2 separate regions of the Canis lupus genome follow, and region 2 is linked to region 1. The links are chromatin contacts, called in public Hi-C maps. All regions are on one chromosome and are shown on one strand. Each heading gives the region's core, a stretch centred on a gene start, on an enhancer-like site or on the middle of the called end of the contact. The rest is flanking DNA. Distances are from core to core; before and after follow the strand shown. Region 1 holds the start of MSL2 (E3 ubiquitin-protein ligase MSL2). Region 2 holds the start of STAG1 (cohesin subunit SA-1).

Region 1 (6,442 bases), core at 3,125-5,624:
CGTGGGGCATGTATGTTTGAAAAGGCAAAAACATCGACCCAGCTAAAGCACAAAATTACATAAGAGAGCAGTTAAATGTAAGGCTGAAAAGGTTAGGATTGGGTCAGACTTCGAAGGGACTGATGAAATAAACTCCCTATTTACAGCACCAAGATAGAATTAAACTTTACATATTTATTATCTTCATGAAGTAAGGTTGTACATGCTCTATTAACTTGAATGTATTCATGCTTTTCTGCTAAAAAAGAAAAAAAGTGTAGGCAACACCTGATACAAAGATTTGATTAAATGCTGGATCTGAATTCAAATTGCTAATTTTTTCCCCATCTCCTGATAACCAAGAGTATGTACGAAGAGATGGGGAGTCAGAGAGGGTAAGCCTGAACCTACATCCTGACATTTTATGCCAGCTACTCAATTTTAATTAGGGAAAAACTAAAACCCACAAATCTTTTCCATAGGATGGAGTAGCTTGAAGAAGAAGGAAAAATGGCAGAGCCTGTCAGAAAAATTCCCCTTGTGTTGCCAAGACTGGCTTAAAAAAAAAAAAAAAAGCTACAGTTAGACTTTTTTTTAAATGTAGCTTTAATTTCATTTTTTAGGGTCGCCTGGGTGGCTCAACCATTGAGCATCTGCCTTCGGCCTGGGGCAGGATCCTGGAGTCCTGGGATTGAGTCCCACATCGGGCTCCCTGCAAGGAGCCTGCCTCTCCCTCTGTCTCAAATAAATAAAATTTTTTTTAAATTTTTTTCATTTTTAAAATCTAGGTTAGAATTTGGGAAAATGTTCAATTAGACCATAACTATCCTGAACCCATTGACAAGAACTTAAAATTCCAAGCATCTACAAGATTCAAAACTACCATTTCACTCTTAGTTTAGTTCCATCCCCCTAGTAAAAAGGAAACCTACCAGGATCTTTGAGTGTTAACCTGGATAATGACATCACTCACTACTGCTGTTCCAGCAAGCTAGGATGGGATGCCCTACGCCCTCTTTCCCATATATCGCAAGAGTAGCAATCTCCCCAAAAGGAAGGTTTGTAGAAAATGAAGTTATAGCAGCTCTATCTCCTCGGTCCAAAACCATCAAAAGCTGTTAGAACATAAAAAGCAGCACCCCATAAAAACTGGAAGTGGGGTGGGGGAGTACCCTGAAACCAAGCAAATTCATATTTGTAAAATTTAAGGTGAAAGGAAACTTGGAATCTAGCCTAAAGCTCTCATTTCATATTAAGAAACTGAAGCCCAGGGCAGTGGTGATTTGCCCAGGGCAAATGCTTCCCTATAAAGGTGTTAAGTGTTTGTTACCAGTCACACTAGCACTTAATCACATTCTAACAGTTACTTAAATGTTTATGGGATTAAGTACCTGGTATGCAAAAAACACAATCTCCACCTCCTCTGCACCCCACTCCCCCACCCCCACCCCCGTCAGTGCCCTGCCCCAAAGCTGTATTCAGAAAATGATGCAAGATTCTCAAATGAATACCATATCCTGCTACAGCCACTACAGCCATAAAATTTCTTTTATCGAAGATAAGTCTGAAACGCCTGAATTTTTTAAGTTCTGACTAAACAAGTGGATCACAAGACCTCAAAATTTGGAGAATATGGAGTATACTACTGCTTTTTGACAGTTGCCATTTCCTTTGTACTCATGTCTACGTTTTTTGAAAAACTATTATTGGTGCAGTTAATTCAAACTAGCACTTTTGAGACACTTCGATTAGAGAATTTAGCATATCCTCACCTCTCAAAAATAACTTGAAAGTACCCTACCCTGCACAAAATATTCGGGGGCGGGGAGACAACCACCACCTAAAATAACAGTCTACCAGGCCACAACATATTAAAACCAGAAAATAAGAACAATCCTGTAAAAATCCCACCAACTAAAAAACAGTACCATCAGTCTTCCTGGGCTCACTGTTTACCGTCAAACTGTCAAAGCATTTGTTGAAGAACACGGAGAAAAGTTTTGCACCGAGTTCACAAGCTGTGGGTTCATCAGACTATACCACCACCCACACATAACACCAGTTTGGAGAAATGCAAACACGCCACATGTACATTTTTTAACCAGGCTTAACCACGTTTAACAACGTAAGTGTTGTCAGCTCTTGCAAAGGTTTGGGGGGAAAAAAAAAAAGGCAATATACAAGCATACTTCACCTCATTTATAAAACCATCAATAGGAACAGCAAGCAACTGACCCGAGGCGAACTAAACAGTTCTGAACGTTAAGGCCGCCGTACAAAACGGTTTTAGAAGGGCTGTCTTTCTGAAACGCTGGGCAAAAGTCCTTTGACGAGTTTCAAAACTAATGACCATATGCTAATGCACAAATAACAAAAGCTTAACACAAACTACCACGCCGCCAAACCATTCCTGTGACCAATGCCTAGTTTTAAAACAAGCATTGAAAGGGAACAATAAAAAGCGTCTCACCGCAAACACAGCAAGAGAGGGACTGTCGGAAGTAAGGCAAGAGCCTGTTAATCTCTGTAAACGCCTTGGGGTCTCCGGGGTCGTAGTTGAGCACTAGGCGGCTCGCAGAAATGTAGAGAGCAGTAGCATTCACGGGGTTCATTGCAGACACCTCGACACCGTTGGCTCCCGGTTGAAAAGAAATTCCGGATCCAACTTTGTAAGCAGCCAGGGAACAATGGCGAATTTGCAACAATTCGGAGGAAATCCGAGAAGAACCACTGGCCAAAGTAGTAACCAAAATCCGTGCAAGTTTGTGGAGCTGAAGCAATCCTCCCACACATGGGGCCTTTGCGCCCCTCCTCCGTCCCTGAGACTTGCAGACAAAAAAAAAAAAAAAAAAAAAGAGAGAGAGAGAGAGAGAGAGAAAGAGAAACCAGCGTTCGAGTTTGTCCCAGGCAGCCTCGGGGCGAAGAACGCGGCGGCTTCGGCGCTCGGGCCGGGGACTCGGCGCTCAGTCTAGCCCCGCGGCTCGGCAGGCGGCCTTCGCTGCATCTCCGGACGCGGAGGCACCTCCTCAGGGCGAGCTGGGCGGGCGCGGGAGCAGGCCCCGGCCCGGTCCGAGGGGCGGGCACGCTTCTCACGGGCTGCAGGGCCCTTACTCCATCACAGCGCCCGGCGCAGAGGTAGCGGCGACGACGAGGAGGGCAGCTCGGGCGTCGGCTTCCTCAATCTAGTGCACCAAGCCGCGGCGGCGGCGAACGTTGCAGTTGCGGCTAGCGGAGGCCGCCGCCGCTCCCTCCATATCGGACGCGGGACCCGGACTGCGCCTGGCTCTCCGCCCCGGCGGTTACAAGCCCGCTGCTCCCTGAGGTGGCGAAACGGGCAGGAGAGTCCCCCACCCGATAGGGGAGGGCCGGGGAGGAAGTGCGCGGGCCGGCGGCGGCGGCGGCGGCGGCGGCGGCGGGAGGGGGCGGGGAGCAGGCCCGGCCGGGCCGCGGCGGCGCCCCTCGCTCCTCAGTCGCTCACTCCGAGGTCACCAGGCGCAAGCGCCGCCCCCTCACTGCCCGGCCATCTTCTCCGCGCCGCACACACAGAGACTTCCTCCGCCAAGCACGACGGCCGCCGCCGCCCACGGCTCCCGCCCGGCCGCAGCGGAGGCGAGCGCTCGCACGGCCAGGCCCCGCCGCCGCCCAGAGCACACAGCAAGGCCCCGTCGCAGGCCCCTCCCCCCCGTGCCTCGCCGCCCTCACCCGGACTCCACGCGCCTCTCTAACTCGGTAGGGCCCGGGCTGCTGCGGCCTTAACGAATCCCGCGGACTGTCCGGCGCCTCAGGCCCTGCCGGCGACGACGACCGTTACCCCAACGGGCAAAGCCACTGTCATCGCCGAGCCTCCCCCGCCGCCGTCGTCGCTAGCGCCCGCACGCATGCGCAGAGCACACTCTCACCCCTCCCCCCGCCCTTTCCTTTCCCTTCGCTTCCCTTTTCCCCTGCTTCTCCTCTAAGAGCCCCCTCCACGCCCTCCCGGAGCTACCGGCTCGCTCCGCGCATGCGCATTCCACGATCCAGCTCCGCCGCCTTTCGCCCTTACGCGTGCGCCTTGACCGCCCACCCAGAAAACCGGATAAACACAGCAGCCCGCTCACGCCGGCCCCTCCCTGCTGCCTACCCTCCCTGGCCTCACTGCGCATGCCTGGCCCTCCACTTACGGCTCTTAGAACAGAGCATGCTCCCTGCAAGCTGCCTGTTCTCTCTGCCCCTCCCCCATGCGCTCTCGAATTGCCTCCTAGGCGTGTGGGCTGTGGTGAAACGTTCGTTAGTTGACCCATCCTTCCACGCCGTGGGCTTTAAGCCGCTCGCACTACACGGCTTCCTCGGTCCCCGCCCACGCTGAGGCCCGGCGGGGTCGCGCCATGTGGCGCTCCGCCCTGGCGGCCTCTCCTCGCCCCGACTGACCGCTGCGGGAGGAGATAGCCCCGCACTGCCGCAAGCCCCGCCCTCGCGGCCTTTCTCCTGGAACGGAGCTCTCCAAGCACGGGAAGGGCGCTGCCGCGGCCTGCTCGCACTCGCGGAGCCCGGAAGGCCGGCTGCGGTCGGCGTGGCCGCGCGCCCGGCCCGCGTGCGGGCGACGTTCGCTCGGTTAGGGTCGCGGCCGGCGCCGGCGGCAGCCTGGGCTCCCTGAGGCCCCGGCCGGCCGTCGGGAGGCGCTGGGGCCCCGACCCGCCTCCCCCGTCCGGCCCATCACAGCCGGGCTCTTCCGCGGCCTTCCGGGGCCGCCGACCGGGACCTCGCCTACCTCGTGCTTGGAGCACTGGCCCAATTTTTTAACAAGCATTTCGCCTCCTGTGTTTGCAGGAGACCATGGGAAAGTGAGATGTAAATGGACAAAAGCCTCACTTAACGTATGATTTCCCCTTGTCTCTGAAAGTACAGAACTTTTTTGAGTAGCACAAATAGAAACAGCATTAGGAACCATCTTTGTCTCTGAATACACCAAAGCTCTTCAGCATCGTGTTGTTTTTGTTTTTGTTTTTTTTCTCGAAATAAATGATCTACACATGTTTGCAAAATGAAATTTATGACACGTATATCTTTTGGGGCACAAATACAGTTGGTTTTAGGGACTTAGACAACAAGGGAACCCAGTAACTTCTGATATATAATTTCTAGTGCCATTTGATGACAGGTTTATTTTCTTTACAAGGGCTATTATCAGCACTTAGGTATTAAGCAATAAGAATCCAACTTCCTAATTTTTTCAGACAGCAAAGCAGAAATTAGAGAAAGCTGTGCAAAGTATTTCGCCCTCTTGTATCTGGAAAATGACACGTATTCTCAAATTATAGAACCCCCATCTTCCTTAGGTCGTTTGTTCGATAAGTGATATTTCTTGAGCTCACCTTCAAATAAAAGTTATATTATACAGTTCTGTTTTTATTCCAGACTCTTAAGTTCTCCTTCCACAAACCACAGGTTTTTTTCCTCCAGGAAAGCAACAAACACAGAAGAGTAAAATAATCTGTTTTCCATTCAGGCAACATAAATTAGCAGTCACCCTAGGCAAGTGATTACTTTCAGGGCCTTAACCTTGCTGATTTTCTCATAACCGGATTTTTTCTTAATCACTTGAGATGTGTACAACCTAAATCAAGACTAATTTTATTGATGGTCTGTGTGAGAGAAAGAGACTTAAACCAGTTTTTTTTTAGCCTCAGAAATTGCTTGCAACTGATAAGTTTATGGCATTTAGAAGCAAAGCATCTCCACATTGAAGTATATTGACTGTAATAACTATTTGGTTGCTGGAGGCTTGCCTCAAAAGAAATGAACTGTTTATGGAAAATAAAGTGCTTAGATCAAATATTGAGGAGAAATATATAACTCAAATCTCAAGCTATCAACTTTATGCAATTTTTTCATAATTTATGTTCAATTATTATTTGGAAGTAAAAGGGTTAGGGTTGTCAGATCTAACAAAAATACAAGATGCCAGTTAAAAATTTTTAATGAGCTTTTTATTTGAGAACAGTTTTGAATTCTTGGAATTATTGCACAAATAGTACAGATAGTCTTATATTTTCCATTTCCCCTATTATTAACATCTTACATTACTGTAGTAGGTTTGTTACAATTAATTAACCAATAGTAATACAATATTATTAAGTAAAATCCATGTTTTATTTAGATTTCTTCATTTTTTCCCTAACGTCCCTTTACTGATCCAGGATCCCATCCAGGAGATCACATTACATTTAGTCATGTCTCCTCAGGCTCCTCTCAGTGCCCAGTTAAATTTTCATTTCAGACAAACAACAAACACTTGTTTCCTCTTTATTGTCTATATTTCCTTCCCATTTTGAGTTAAAGCTCCCCTTTTCTGTCTTCCCAGATTGGCAACTGCTTGCTTCTTTCATTGCACTTATGAAACTACGTGGCAGTTGTTGATGTAGCCCTGCCTTCTCCCTGTCACGCTACAACTGCTAGAAGGTCAGAGTTTCTCCCTCTTTGACTT
Region 2 (6,602 bases), core at 2,146-4,645, 520 kb after region 1:
ACACCCTTTAAATTCTCCTCCCTTTGACTGTGGGGAGACCTGTCAATATAAGAAGATATCATCACTCCAGTGGTTGTTGTATGGCAAATAGATTTTGTATATGTATTTAAGGTCCCTAATCAGTGGAGTGTCCCAAAAGGAAATTATCCTGGGTGTGTCTGACCAAACTGGATGAGCTTTAAAAAGGGGTCTTAAAGGAGAATCTAGAGGTCACAAAGGAAGTCAAGGGGACTGGGACCTGCTTGTCTGAATAAAAGCAACAGTCATATATGAACTGCTTATGTAGACTGTAAGCTAGCAAAAAGCTAGCAAGAGGGACTTACAACCACAAGGGTGTTAAGTCCAATTTCCACAAGGAAATTAACTATGCCAACAAGTACTGAGTTTGGAAGAACACCCTGAACCTCAGTTAAAAACTATAGCTATAGCTGACATCCTGATGAGATAGGTGAGATGCTGTACAGAGTCTAGCTACAAAGTATCCAGATCTCTCACCTGCAGAAACCTTCAATTACTGGATGTTGTTTAAGCTCCTAAATTTGTTGTACTTTGCTATACATCAAAAGAAAATGAATACACTCCCTCACTCTAGGACTAACCAGCAAAGAAAAAAATGGGAAAAGAAAACACAACTTCAGGTACCTCCATTTTGACCTCAGTCTGTACTTTCTTATGGAATAAACTCCTCTTTCTGGCTCATCTCTTAACTCAGGCAAAACACCCTACTTACTGGCAAAGCATCCCCTGATGGGAACCGAAAACTACACCCACAAGCAATAAGGACTGCCCTGAGCCAGGAAGACCCCATGTGACTGACCCTAAGACAATGACCTGACCTTCACTGCCCACTTGCACGTACCCCACCCATCTCTGATCCACATTTCCCTTACACAAACCTAGAAGTATTTTGAGCATTTTGGGGGAGAGAGTTCTCTCAGCATTGGCCTTACTGAAATAAGCTTCTCCTTTCCTGTTTCACCACCTTTTGCCTCTGCCTTTGGATTTTTGTCAGTAGCAAGTGGCTGGACCTAGTCTGATTAGGATCCCTAGAGCCAGGTGCTCTTGAACCCCTGATCCCAGGCTACAAAAAGATTTATCTTCTTCTTCAAGGTGCATTAGATCTCCTCACAGCACTGATTATGAAGATAAACAGATACAGAATGGAAGTGTTAAAGGCTAAAACTGCATAAAATTTTTAAAGTTTTAACTATTAAAAAGTACTTTTTCGTACACATCTTGTTAAATAACTACCACATAACTTATTACCTTCATTTTAGTGATGAGAAAAAATGAGGTTCAAAGTGTGACATTCCAAAGATGACAAATCTAGGGAATGTTCAAAGTAATTTCAGTTCAGGGTTTTTGCCCCTACACCACAGCCCCCCTTAAGGCTTTAAAAGAGCCATTCAAATCAACGGTAATTGTATTACTGTCTTCAAAGGATGGAATGCCAGTAACGTAACTTCCCACATTTCACATCTATTTCAGTATCTCCTAGCTTTGTCAGAACATCAAAACCGAAGTGGATACTGAGAAATTTCCACTCAAAAGTAGTTTGGTTGTAAAAATGTCCACTGATAAACCACCTGAATAAACTTAAAACACATTTTGAAAAATATAAATAAAAAATTCAGCAAAACACCTGTAGGTTTTCCAGAACTTTATTTAGAAAGCAATTTGTGTTTCAACTGTTCACAAAAACCAAAAGTAGACAATCCTTCCGGATCCTTCAATATTCTCCCCCCCTTCTGCAATTTTAAATCTGAAATCAACACTATAAATATGAAAATACAGCACAATGTATCATACAATAAATCGTTTTTATTTTCATTGTTGTGTATTATTTCCCTAGGTATATTTACCAACAAAATTTGCCATTTTCTTAAACACACGGAAAACTAAAAGGTAGAGTCTTACTCAAACCCCACATAAATCACAAATAACAGAACTTTCCCTATGCCAATTCAAGTACTTTCACACTTTATTTTCCTAAGAAGATGAAAAATAGGGTCCTTTCGAGTCACGACCACGAGAAATAAACTATATTCATCCTCTTAACATGAACTTAACAGCAAATAATTTGCTATCGTCACATTACAAACAGTATTGTTTTGGGTCTAAGCTTCCAAAACCATCCCATGATTTATACGCCCCGGGCACGATTCTCCGCAATGTGAAGAGAATCGAAAACATTTCAAATGTGGGTAGAAAGGGTGACGTGACAATCTTAAAGACCTGAACATTTTTTAAGTCCCTACAGCACACAAGAAACACCCAGCTCGGACCCTCCAATCGAGGCCCAGGACCAACTCCAGGCACTCCGGTTTCCCAGCTCTTCACCCCGCCCCCACCCCGAGAAAGGAGGGAAAACAACTTTTATTGGCCTCTTCTCCCGGGGAATTGGCAAACTAGCGGGGCAGTGCTCCGGCCTGAACACGTTTCACGGGGAGGCCTCCGTCGGGGGCGGGGAGGGCAGATAGCGGGAAAGCCCGGCTTCGACGCCCCTTCTCCCCCAGGCTCCAGCCCCCTGCCCCACCCCGCCAAGAAGACGTCTCGGCCGGCCGCCACGCTGAGCGACCCCCAGGCCCCTCCGCTGAGGCGAGCTCGTTGTCATGTGACGACGCCGCCGCTAAAACACCGCAGAAACGCAGGGCGGCGGGCGGCGGGCGGCTTTCGCACCAGCCCGCCTCGGCCCGGCCCCGCCGGGCGCGGGCGAGTCCCGAGAGTCCGGGCGGGGAGGGGGGGCGGACGGAGGGAGGGCGGAGGGCGGGCTTGGCGGCGGGCCCGAGCGCGCCACAAAGGCTTCCGCGCCCGTCGCTGTAGTGCCCGAGCGGGCGGGGGCACAATTTTCGGGCCCGCGGGAGGGGTGGGGAGGAACGAGGGCTCAGAGGTGCCCGCCGCGCCCACAGGCGCCCCCCCCGGCCGCCCGGTCGGCCAGCGGCTGCCGCGCCCCGCACAGGCCCGCGCGGCCTCCCTCCCCCGCGCGGGGCCCGCGCCCGGCCCGCCCGCCCGCTCCTCGCTCGCGCTCCCTCGCTCTCTCGCTCTCGCCCGGCCTCCATCTTGGATCCGCGCTTCCAGCCCCCGCGCCGCTGCCGCCGCATTCCCCCTTTCCCGCCCCCCGCCGCCGTCGCCGCCGCCCGCACTCACCTCAGCTGCCCATCCGGGCGCCGCCGGCCGTCGACCTAGTTTCCCCCCAAAAGTCTCCGGTGTGTTATTCCCGATGTGGGGGGGTTGTTACGGGGTGGTCGCCGGGGGTTCGGGAGCGGGGGCCGCGCCTTCAACGGAGCTGCAATCCTAACCCGCCATCTGGTGGCATTTTCCACACGCCAATGGCGCCGCTGCAGACTTGGGTCCGGACCGCCCTCTGCTGGCCGCGACGCTTACTGCCTGGCTGACGGGACGGGCCTGCCCGGAAAGGGGAGGGAGCTGAGGCGCGAGCTGGGGGCCGCGGCGGGGACGCGCGCAAACGCTTTCCTGTGGGGATTGCACGCACGCGCACCAGCGGGGCGGGAAACGTGGCTGCTGCGTGGAGGCTCCGCCCCCGCACGGAGCGGGCGCCCCGCTCAGCCAATCGCCATCGGCGGATGCCTCTCGGTGAGGGCGTGGGGCTGGGGCTGGGGCCGCCCGAGGCTGGCGGAAGGACGGCCACGGTGGCGCCTGCGCGCCCCTCTAGCCGAGTAGCTGCCCGCCATTTTCGGAGCTTTTCCGAGACCTGGGAGGGAGACCCGCCCCCGGCGCCTTCACCGAGGCCCCTCCCCGGGTCTGGAGACTGGTGCTTCCCTGCGGCTCCGCCTGACTTCGCGCGGCTCCCTCCCCGCGTCCTGGGCGCGTTCTGCGGCAACGGGAGGGTGTAGCGGAGCCAAAGCCGCCTCCCGCCTCTCCGGGGTGTAAAGAGGGCCTCCGAGCTTAGCACTGTATTAGCTGCTCATTGTTGACTGTTGGCAAGGCGCTTTCGCGAGGGAGGGTGAAAAGGTTTTGAGAACTGTGCAGGCCCTCCCGCGCCGAGGTAAACGCTACAGTGCCTGCCCCGCGCCGATTGGCGTCGTCCCTGCCTCTGTAAAGCGGAGCCTCTCTAGTGCCGGCTTTGCATAAGGCGGCAGCATTGGCTAGTTAGTGAGGAAGGAATGCAGCTAGACCGGGAAAACACCGCCTCGGCTCTGGAATGCGATTTCTCTCCCCCACAGCGGTAAGGACGGCTTTCAGGGGCTCGGAGACGGACGGGAGAAGGTACTAACGTGAGATCGTGACCCAAACCTGCCCTTGAACGGCGCCTCTTCTACCCGCCTTTCCGTGGCTCGCCTCCTCAACTTTGCAATACCAAAAGTGAATTCTTCATCTCCCAGGTCATCAGCCCCATTTACGACTAAATTCTCTGTTGCTAGAGCCCGCTCTGTTTTAATATTGCCTTAGAAGCGCTCAATTCCTTTACAGTCTTCAGAGCCAGTCTCCAGTAAGTTACCCCTATTTCTGGTTTCTTTCCCAAAAGGTCACAAAGTGTGTGGCTGTTTGACTGGAGGAAGTCGCAACCAACCTTGTTGGGTATGAATTCGTGACTGGAGATACACATATATGTGTGTGTATACTAATATATATTAATATTAGTATATATATACACACACACACACTCATCTCTGGTTAATTTATTTTGTATTCTCTGCAAAGATTGTTGGCAGCTTTCCCTGTTATTAAAGATGCTAGTCTCAATCCATGCTTATAGATATGACTTCATTTAGTTTTCCTGGGATCAAAGCTATGAGACTACAAATTCTCCGATTTGATATTCTCTCCATCTTGAAATGTCTGTAGTCCCATGTTGTTTGTGATCTCAAAAATTCTCACCAAATAAACCTGTTCTCCCCGTCTTTCCAAAGCCAGTCCTCCTTGGACTGCCTATGCCATCCCTTCCCACCTCCTTACACCAGTACATTTGTAAGGTCTTGTATCTTCAATGTCCTTATCCACCAGCTGCTTCTGTTTTTCAACACAGTTTCCATTGTCTTTTTAAAAATTTCAGTGCTACTATTCTCTCCAGTTACTGTACTATCAACCTTCCTTTCACGGTCATTTCTGAAAAGAAGCAGTCACCGCCTTCTTTTATACTTTATTCCTTAGCCTGTATCAATCAGACTTCGTAATAGCAAAATGAAATTGCACTTTAAGATCAACAGAGTTCTAATTAACAATCATTTTCTCATTCATCATTTTCTTGACACATCCAATCCCTAAACCCTCCTTAAAGTCCTATTTCCCTTTATTTTAAGGTAATCCCTGGTATCTACAACCTGCCTGATTTACTGGTCTTATACTGTTGCTAGCTCCTACTCCTTCTTCCATCCCACAGTTCAACTCCTCTCTGTCCTTCTCTACTACATTCTTTCACTTCAAAAGTCTCCCAAAATTATGATTTCTGATTTTTCCCTCAACTAAAATTCCTCCTGTTCAGCTTACTTGCCAGGAAGCTCCAGCTTAAAATTTAAACATTTAAAATGATATTTTTAAAAATTCAAATTTCCTATTTTCTCTTTAATAGCATTGTCATCTCAGTTTAATAATTAAAAACAAGGACTCTGGAACCATACTGCTCCGGAAAGCTGTGTGGATAAATCTCTTTGTGCCTCAGTTTCCTCACTTGTTGGAATAACAATAATACCTGTCTCATAGAGTTGCTATGAGTATTAAACAAATTAACGATTATATAGAAATGCCATTGGTGTTATTGAAGTGTTGTTTTTATCTTGTTAAGAACTTTTTGACAATTTTTTTAAATATCCAAGGGCATGCATGAGTAGTCAACTTTCTGAGTTTAGAGAAATCTAAAATGTTCTTTATTTTGCTCTCTCACTTAACTCAATGGTTGAGCTGGTGTTTATAAATAATTACCTAGTCTTCTAGTTTCTAAATTGTAAGGCTAGACTTTATGCTTTTCCTTCAAAATAGCCCAACTCCCATGATATCCTCATTCAGATTTCTTACTTTTTTCTCCCACTGCTTTATCCTCATTCAAGGCTGTTCCTCTCCACCAACTCCCATTGTCTTATGTCCTAACAAGCATAATAATAGCCTTCTGAAAAGTCTTTGTCTTTCATTCACCACCCTTTAAAAAATGCACAAAAGCTTTTTGTGATTCCTTTGGTTTATAAAATATAATCAAAATTACTTAATGGTATTGAAGAAATGACTTGATCTTTTTCCAATTTCTGCCTATTTTCTCACAACTTCTTCATATTAGTTGATTTAGCCTGAAAAAAATCATAAATGTAAGCAAACAAAAGATACATTTAAAGTTTAGCTATTTGGTAAGATAAGGTGATGAGTTATCATAATATGTTGACTATGTTATGGAATCACACATTTCCCAGGAGCCCCTGCTTCTGTGAAATTCTTAATCGAGATTCCAAAATTCTTGGCAAAGATTTTCAAAAACCACAGTTTTCATGAACAGCTTCAAGCCATAGCTATGAACAAAATATCAAAACAGATATCTGAAACTAGTGTGGATATTACTTAAAGATTCTTAAATATTATTTAGGGTAGATTGGGGTGCCTCCATGGCTCAGTTGGTTAAGCTTCTGAATCTCAGGGTTGTGAGTTCAAGCCCTGTG

Evidence for each region. A called contact is a pair of places that touch in the nucleus more often than the background predicts.
Region 2: a Hi-C map of blood shows a contact between it and region 1, with 11 times the contacts expected there. The contact joins the promoter of STAG1 here to the promoter of MSL2 in region 1. A contact is called at or near these places in 3 of 9 Hi-C or Micro-C datasets (amygdala and blood).

Annotation. Positions count from the first base shown.
Region 1 is chr23:33,183,356-33,189,797 of UU_Cfam_GSD_1.0, forward strand. It overlaps MSL2 (E3 ubiquitin-protein ligase MSL2), which reads right to left and starts at 4,375. Exons shown (of 2, transcript XM_038570959.1): 1 at 4,140-4,375. The coding sequence starts at 4,158.
Region 2 is chr23:33,699,522-33,706,123 of UU_Cfam_GSD_1.0, forward strand. It overlaps STAG1 (cohesin subunit SA-1), which reads right to left and starts at 3,396. Exons shown (of 33, transcript XM_038570965.1): 1 at 3,148-3,396. LOC100686256 (a long non-coding RNA gene) reads right to left here. Exons shown (of 5, transcript XR_005377059.1): 5 at 5,082-6,239.